2 separate regions of the Rattus norvegicus genome follow, and region 2 is linked to region 1. The links are chromatin contacts, called in public HiChIP or PLAC-seq maps. All regions are on one chromosome and are shown on one strand. Each heading gives the region's core, a stretch centred on a gene start, on an enhancer-like site or on the middle of the called end of the contact. The rest is flanking DNA. Distances are from core to core; before and after follow the strand shown. Region 1 holds the start of Cistr (chondrogenesis-associated transcript). Region 2 holds the start of Smug1 (single-strand-selective monofunctional uracil-DNA glycosylase 1).

The links. HiChIP or PLAC-seq counts read pairs in DNA pulled down with a chosen protein or histone mark.
Region 2: an H3K27ac HiChIP or PLAC-seq map of oligodendrocytes shows a contact between it and region 1, with 5 times the contacts expected there. The contact joins the promoter of Smug1 here to the promoter of Cistr in region 1. A contact is called at or near these places in 2 of 12 Hi-C or Micro-C datasets (the A7r5 cell line and Schwann cells) and 1 of 1 datasets of contacts at active chromatin or transcription factors (oligodendrocytes).

The regions. Positions count from the first base shown.
Region 1 is chr7:135,748,172-135,752,297 of GRCr8, forward strand. It overlaps Cistr (chondrogenesis-associated transcript), which reads right to left and starts at 2,348. Exons shown (of 1, transcript NR_104335.1): 1 at 1,847-2,348.
Region 2 is chr7:136,167,968-136,172,236 of GRCr8, forward strand. It overlaps Smug1 (single-strand-selective monofunctional uracil-DNA glycosylase 1), which reads right to left and starts at 2,691. Exons shown (of 3, transcript NM_177934.3): 1 at 2,511-2,691; 2 at 2,082-2,377; 3 at 566-1,117. The coding sequence starts at 2,366. The coding sequence ends at 566.

The DNA of each region.
Region 1 (4,126 bases), core at 1,098-3,597:
TGTACTAGGAAAGGGGAAGAGGGGGAAGATGGGAGCGGAGGAAAGGGAGGTGATACAGTTGCATAAGGTGATGCAGCCTTATGTCCAAGAGCTCCCCCGGCCTCCCCGGACGCGGGTCTCAAGTGGAGATCTTAAGCCTGGGGTGGTAAGCGGCAGTCCAACAATTCAGAACTTTACTGAAAATGCCAGATTACCTGGTGTTGAAACAGACCTCCACTCCCACTGAGTCCTAGCAGGCTCAGAACAATTAGGAAGGGGCAGGGAGTAAAGAGAAAAAGATGCCCATGGAGGACGGAGAAAACCCCCAACAGAGAGCAGAGGGATGGTTGGTATTGAAAAAGAGTAATTGACAGAAAACAGAGAGACACGGAGATGGAGAGCAGCCAACCACTCCTGTGGATGAGGGAGGCTTCTAAAGGCTGGAGTTGTGAAGGGGGCAGATTTGGGGGCTGGCACAGGGCACACCTATCTCGCCAATGAGTCAACCAGCAATGTGTTGGGGAGGTAAAGATTTATTTATCTACTATTATTTTAGGGTGACCTTGCGTTTCTTTTTTGTTCAGAGAGCCCATCTATTCTGGTTCATGCTATCTCATTCTAAGTAGCACTTTCAGCTGCTGCGGTCGCTGGGTCATTCCTGGCAATTCCTCTTTGGGGACTGCCTTAAAGCCTGCAGCGCAGCTCCGAGCAGTCTCTCACCAGAGGCAAATTTGTATCCTTTAGGGGTGGATCTAAATTCTGAAAACAGTCAAGTGTTGTTAGGAACCATGACTGGAGAATAAGGTGAAGGCCTAGCCAGGGAATAATATTTCTAGTTAAGTACAAGGTGAATGTGGAAAGATGCCGTGTGTGTGTGTGTGTGTGTGTGTGTGTGTGTGTGTGTTGCCCCCTCCTCCCATGTAGCTCTGAGAAGCCATTTTAAGAACCTTGCATGATGTGATAGGAGACCTTGCAGCTGCCGCTGGAGATTCCAGTCTTCTGCCTGTTAAAAATAGAGCTCCCAAATCCCAGTATGGCATCAGATGGTCAAGACCTGCCCGGTCCTGATCCTCCCCGACCCCCACCAATGGTGGCTCATAACCCCATCCGTGTTGGTGTAGAGCATACTCGAATGCAAGTAACCTAGGGACACCCTAGATATATCAGAGTGAGAAGGTTAGACTGGGGTAAATGTATAAGGAGGGCTAGTGAATTCACGTAGGAAAGCTGCCTGGAAGAGGGGAGTTAGGAATGGGGGGATGTGGAGGAAGAAACCCAGTAATGGATGAAACAGAGGGAAGAGAAGTAGCTCTCTGGCAGTTCTGAGGAGGGTGGACAAATTGTGAGCGTAGCGAACAGCTTTTTTTTTTTTTTTGGTTTGTTTGTTTGTTTTTTGGCTAGGTACAAGGAACCGGAAGGGAGGCAGGTTCAAGAGACAGGCTGGGTGATCCCATTTCTAAGAGGAACTGGGGCCTACTGGAGGGCACACTGACATGTGTTAGATGGCACAATTTTCTAGATAGATGTGCAGTGTGTGTGCGTGTGCATGTGTGTGTGCGTGTGTGTGAAGGGGCATGTATATCCAAGTAGCTTTGTGCCGTGTGGCTTTATGCCCCAGGCTCTTGTCTTTCCATCTGTGTGCGACTGGCATTAAGCTATGTCTGAGCGTGTTTGTTCATTTGTGTATTTCCACGTGGTCGTGTGTGAGCAATATTTCCATTGCTTTCTGGGTGTTTCATTTGGCTACATGCGGCGGAAGGCACCGTGAGAAGTGAATGCGCGAGCTATGTGTGCCCGAGTGCGCTTGCTGGTGTCTGCAGGAGCAGCGGGGCTGGAATGGAGCCTTGTCTCTCTCACTCCACTGGCTCCATCTGCCCTCTCCGAGGTCGTGACAAGGAGGCAAACAGCAAAACTGGCAAACAGCTACAGCTAGGGAGTCCAGAAGTATTGCAAGTCCGGCCCAGACTATCCCTGCTGGGGAGAAATAGCTGGAGGGAGACTGACAAGACGATCGCGCGCACAGATGCTGCGTGGACGCGCTTCCCCGAGCAGGTGCGCTCATGCGTATAGGCCATCAATAGCGTCAGGGCCTCGGGCACACCGGGCCCGACTCTGGCTGTTGGCCTTCATTCCCTTTGCTCTGACCAGATCTCTAACGCCTCCAAATGCCTGTCCCGGTTTTTGGGACTCTGTGGCTGGGGAAGCACACTTCGACTTCGGAGCCAATCGCGCGGAATGTCTGCAGGCTCCTGGGGCGGTGGAAGAGATGCATGCGGGGGCGTCCTCGCCCTCGCTCCCTCCCCAGCTCCGCCGCCTCCTACCCACCCCCTTCCGGCCCGCGGCAGTTTCCGAAATCGCCCGGCGGCCGCGAATTCATTAGCGGGGGGCGGATGTAAACGCAGCGCGGTGGAACGTTTTAATTAGGCCTGAACAATAAACAAGCTAAACGAGGCGCACAGGGCTCCCTGGCGGGCCCTCAGCCTCCTCCGCGCCGCGCGGACTCATTACGGCTGCAGCCAATTTCATGCCAGCGCCGGGCGCGCGCGGCCTGGACCGGGGAGGGCGCGCGGGGGCGGCTGAGACACTCTGCCCGGGGCTGCGCGCTGGTCGGTTGCGGGCTTCTCAGGGCCGCCGCTCCCTCTACCCAGCCTGGCTCCGTGTCCTTGAGCTGAAGGTCTCCGCCCGCACCTGCCTGCTCTTTTAGGGTCTGCCCTGCTCTGCGTGCCGCCCTCGTTCCACAGCTCGGCGGAGGGTTCCGCTCTTGCTCTCCCCCGCCTCGAACCCACATTCTTGTCTGCCGCAGTCTCCCCATCTCTAAGGATATTTCCTCCCCGCGGGATCCTTTTCATACATTGGCGAGGACCGTCGGGCTTAGCTACCCGCCTCAGTGTTGGTGGATCCTGTGGCCTGGTGCCTCGGTCTCGTTCCGGGTATCCGCCATTTCTCTGCTCGCTAATGCAGCAGCCTGCCAGCCTCCTGCCCACCCTCCGTCTCCTGCTAGGGTTCCTCCCGAGGCCGTTAGACCTAAAGGTTTAGGTGCAGCCGGAGGTTTTGTCCTTAGTCATTAACAGGGCTTCTGGACTCAAGAACCTGCAGAGTAGGTTAGCGTTCTTCCTCCTCCCCACCTTTTAGCTAAGCTGCAGGCATGTTTTGCAGGTGCGTTGTCTTGGTCAAGATTCCCATGCCTGGCTGTTGATGGCCTCAGGTCTTGCCTTGTCCTTCACCATGTGGCCTCTTACCTTTGCCTTGCTACCCTGTGAAGGTTGGGAAGTAATTTTAGTGCTTTGTGAGACAGTTTTGAGAAATAGCGCTGGGATGATAAAGGTAGCGACCTTGGTACCTGGTATTCACTCAATCAATATTAGCCCTCCTTAGTCTCCGTGTTCTTCCTCAGTCTGCTCTTGTTTCCCTGAAGGGACTGACAGACTCAGATGTAATAGGCCTCGAGGGGATTTCACGTGAGCAACTGAACACCTGCACAAAGCTCTGATTGGACTGACAGAACAAAGGACAATGCAGATCAGTACACAGGACAGAGCAAATTAAAACCCGGAGGCCAATGAGGAGCTGTGGCACAGACCTTTAATCCCAGCACTTTGTAGGCAGAGGCATGCAGCACTCTGTGGTTTCTAGGGAGTCACATAGAGGCTAGTCAAAGGTACAAAGATACCCTGTCTCAAAACAAGTAAAAACAAATAAACAAACAAACAAAAAACAAAGAGCCAAACAAAACAACAACAAAACAAAACAAAAACTCCAGCTACCACAGGGCATGACCCAATCTAGTCTGCCTAGCCTGAGATGGTGGCGCTATGCACTCTTGGAGGTGGCAGTGGGTTGCTAAGATTTTTACACCCTGTAAGGGACATATTTCTTAAAACTTCGTACCCTCAAGCCTCTCGTGCAGCCTTGAACTGGAGATATTTCTCTGTGACTAGCTGTCTCCCTGCCATTTAAACACTGCAGGGCAATGATGGGCCCTAAATTATCTTCCTGACTGTGACCCTTTACCCTAGTGCCTTTTCCTTTCTAAGGGGCAGGATCTGAGCCCACAGCTACCTATCTCAGTGTACCACCCACCGTGGACTCCGTGGACTCCAAGCGGAGATGCAGAGAGGCAGAGATCTGGGGCTTCCTCAGCAAAGGT
Region 2 (4,269 bases), core at 1,441-3,940, 420 kb after region 1:
CTAGACCCTGGAAGGACAGGAGTCTGCCAGGTGCTCTGTAAGGATGAGTAAGGATCCTGAAAAGATCACCCACTGACTGGGGAAGAGGACTGATAAGGGAGGCTGGACTCCATCAGTGTGTGGAAGCATCACACTGAACCCCACTAGTATGCACAATTAGTGTCAAAAAAAGGCTGAGGTAGATCAGCATTGGAGAACTTCCCTAGTGTGCATGACTCAATGCCAAACATAATGCCAATAAAAAGCAAAACAGGAAAGATTAAAACGAAAACTCTCTTTCCTCCAAAACTGTGACTATGACTTCAGACATCCTGATCTGGGACCTTCTGCACACAGGGGGATCCCCAGGCAAGGATGTGTGGTAGGTGGAGTGCACAAGCCCAACCCTCTGCCGATGCTGTGCATGACCAGGCACTGGAGACAAGAGGGTGAGGCTCGAGGGAAGGGGAAGACAGCAGGAGAGCTGCCCACTCTGGGCCATTAGAGGATGGCCCAGTAAGCTGAATGCAGCATGGAGCCCAGCAAGACCTGTGCAGTCATCAGCTGTGCAACACTGACTGGGTCTCTATGGTGTAGGCCTGACTGAACCCTCATCCGTTAGCAGAGGCAGCAGCCCCAACTCTTGGAGTCTTTCCCTGGCTGCTGTTTCCCAGCCTTTGTTGGCCTGCGGGCTTCGAGGAGATGGATGCAGGAGCCCCTCCACCTGCACCTCCGGGGTCAGCCCTGCTAGAGCTCTTCGAGCTCTCTGCTCTGCCAGCCGCCCCACTCCCACTACCAGCCGCACCCCTAGCAGCTGCACCTGCCGGCAGAGGGCGGCGTCGCAGATCGACAGTAGCTGCTCCCGGTGCTTGGCGGGCAGATCAGCCGGGGTAAGGTTTCGCCCGCTGGGAGCCAAGAAGAGTAGAGGACACAGATTGTGGACAAAGCAGTGCCGGAAGAAGACTTGAGGCTGTCCGCAGAGGGTCCGAAAAAAGCCCCAGAATCGGGCTCCGCTCACCTCTGACTGCGGGCACTCCAGTCCCAACACTGGTCGCTTAGGGTGCTCTTGGGGAGGGGACAGCACAGAGCCCCCAATGCCCAACCAGTCCCGGACCACATTCACTTCCCCAAAAGGTACCTGTGGGAGAAGGAGAGAGACACAAGGCGCTTCAGGCTGGAGACCTGAGCCTTTCTACCTACCTTTCCACCTACCATGACGATCTCAACTGCCCCCACAGTCAACCGACGATCTGTTAAGGACTCTCCGCCCTGTGGTTTGCCTCTGTCCATTTCCCTCCAGTTTTTCCCACCATGGACCATGACCAGCAGAAATTGTGCCTCCACTTTCTCCAGGCACAGGGGTCAAACACTGGCAGGAACGACACTGGGGCATTTGGCCCTACAGAGGGAGTGATGATTCTAATACTGGTGGACAGACAGAACGCTAGGGTAAAAGGAGATGGGACAGGCTGGCCACTGATCTCTGGGTACCCTCCCTGCCCCAGGCATCAGGCTGTCATTTCCATCGACCACCATTGATCACCTTTCATCACTCAGTTGGGGTCAATAAAAGCGATTGAGCCTCCTGCCCTGAGGCTTCTTTGCCTCCCCCATCTGCAACGAACCCCAGCTGAACAGCAGTCATTCATCCGGATCCCTCAGGGAGAGCAGGCAGCCCTAAGCCCGCCTCGCTCTAAACCTTTTGGAGACCCGGGGACTTGCCAGAAGAGTGCCCTGCAGTTCCTGTACACCCATCTCACCCCCCCACCCCCAGCCAGTCTTTCTCGGCTCCCAGGAGTCCCAGCCCTTCTCCTGACGCCAGCCACACTCAAGGGACAAGGGAGATCCGGCAAGGTAAGGCACAGGGCAGGAGGACGGAAGGAAGGGCTCTCAGAGGCAATTAGTGGAAAGCTCACAGGGGAAATGGAACTACTGTTAATGTGCTTGGTTAACTATGAGGGGAGAAGTGCTTGAGACCACAGGAGCCAGTGTGCGTCCTGTAGGGGATGGGGCAGGGGGACCCACCCGTGTCCCAGCCAATTACATACTCCTCCTCTACAGCACACCCAGGCACACATCCACACAGGAAGCCAGGCCTTTACCCCAGTTTGGGCCATGCCAAAAGGTCCTGGATTCATGCCCAGGAACAGCACTTCCTTGGGGCCTTGGCAGTAGCGAGTCACGTAGTTCCGGTGTGGCTCCCAAGCATAATCCACTGGGTTGTAGATGACACCCACAGGCTCTGGAAACTGCAGCTGGCTCAGCTCAGCATTGAGCCGAAGCTCTTCCTCCAGGAAGCCCTCAGCTAAGCTTCGAGCGCAAGGCTCCATCAGGGCACTGGCAGGCTCATGGGCAGGCCCCGGTGGGAAAGTCTGGGACACAGCCATGCCGTTGTGACCTGGAAAAGAAGTGGGGAGCATTTCCTTTAACCCCAAAAGAACGTTAGGATCTGTACTTGCTGGGAGCTCCTACTGCCATTTCCTGGGCTCGGAAGACACCCCAGGAAACCCTGTCAGTCACCACAAGCTCACCTGGTATGGAATGATGTTTTTGCTTCCCAACTCCAGAGTCCTCCCTCTTTCTGATACACCAAGCATCCTACCTTAGCTACTGGTCTTGTGGCTACAACGCAACCCGTAAAGGCAGGAGAAGGAAGGGTTTATCTCAGCTCTCAGAGAGTACAGTTCATCATGGTGGGTCATGGCTGCAAGAAAGCAAAACACATTGCAGCCCTAGTCAAAACTCAGAGTGATGGATGCCTATGTCCAACTAGATCTCTCTCTCTGAACAACCTCCCCTTGGTTCTATTAGACCGGTTCTCACTATGCAACCTTGGATGGCCTGGAGTTCGATATGCTGGCCAGGCTAGACTTGAACTCATGTCTCTACCTGGTATTAACGGTGCATGTTATCACCCCTGGCTAGAGTTCTTCTCTTTGTGCTGTGCTGGCTAGTTTTTATGGCAACAAGCTAAAGCCATGTTGGAAGATGGATCCTCAGTTGAGAGAACGCCCCCACCAGACTGGCCTATGGTGCATTTTCCTTGATTGATGATTATCATGGGAGAGCTCCCTGTGGGCAGGGCCAGCCCTGAGCTGCTGAGCCTGCTTGCTCTAAGACAGCACCTGAGCAAGCCATGGGAGCTAACCTGTAAGCAGCACTTCTCTACAGCTTCTGCTTCAGCTCCTGCTTCTATGCTCCTGTCCTGACTTCCTCGATAATGGACTGCGAGGTGGAACGGCAAGCTAAAACAAACTCCTTCCTCCCTTAGTTGCTTTTGGTCATGGTGTTATCGCAGCAAGAGAAACCCTACCACAGTCCAGGACCCCACCTCACGGGCGGTGCCACACACATTTAGTTCACGTTTTCTCATCTCGATTAACCTAATTTAGAAACTCTCTCACAGACATGCCCAGAGATCCATCTTCAAAATGATCCCAGATCTGTGGAGTTGGCACGGATATTAGCCACAGCAGTAACCCCATCCCAAACTTTCCATCAGGTGAGGCCAGAGCCACTGTTTCCTAGGCCACGCTGAACTCACAGAACCTTTTCTGTCTTCGTTCTTTCTCTGCCCTCTCTCCGTTTTTCCCCTTCAGTACTAAGAGTTAAACCTGGGTTTTCGACCATGCTAGGCAACTGCTCCACAGTCCTAACCCTTTCCACATTTTGATGGGTTGGGGGGTGGGGTGCACAGGGAGTGTCTCACTAAGTTCCTCAGGCCAGTCTTGAATTTACTCTGGAGACTGGCCCTGAACTTGTGATCCTGTTGCCACAGCCTCTGAAATAAATGGAATCACAACCTACGTAAGCAGGCGTGTTTGCTTAACATAATTTCTTTCCTCTCTCATTTGTGTTTGTGTGTGGGGGAGGGGGTACAACTCTTTTAAAAAAAAATTGTGCCAGACATCATGATGATACCTTTAATCCCAGCACTTTCAGAGGCAGTTGGATCCCTGAGTTCCAAGGCCAGCCCGGTCTAGAGTGAGTTCCAGTATAGCCAGAGCTACACAGAGAGACCCTGTCTCAAAAAAAACACAACCCCGACAAAAAAAGATTTATATTTATTTATGTGTGTGCGTGTACCTGTGCATGTGTGTACAATAAATATCTGTGGTGATCAAGGAGGCCAGAGAAGGCACTGGATCCCCTGGAGCTACAGTTACAGAAAGTTGTTGAGCTTAGGGTGGGTGCTGGGAACTCAACTCGGGTTCTCTGCAAGAGCAGTACACACTCTTAACCACTAAGTCAGATCTCTAGCCCCTTCTCTTAGTTATAGGGTCACAGGCA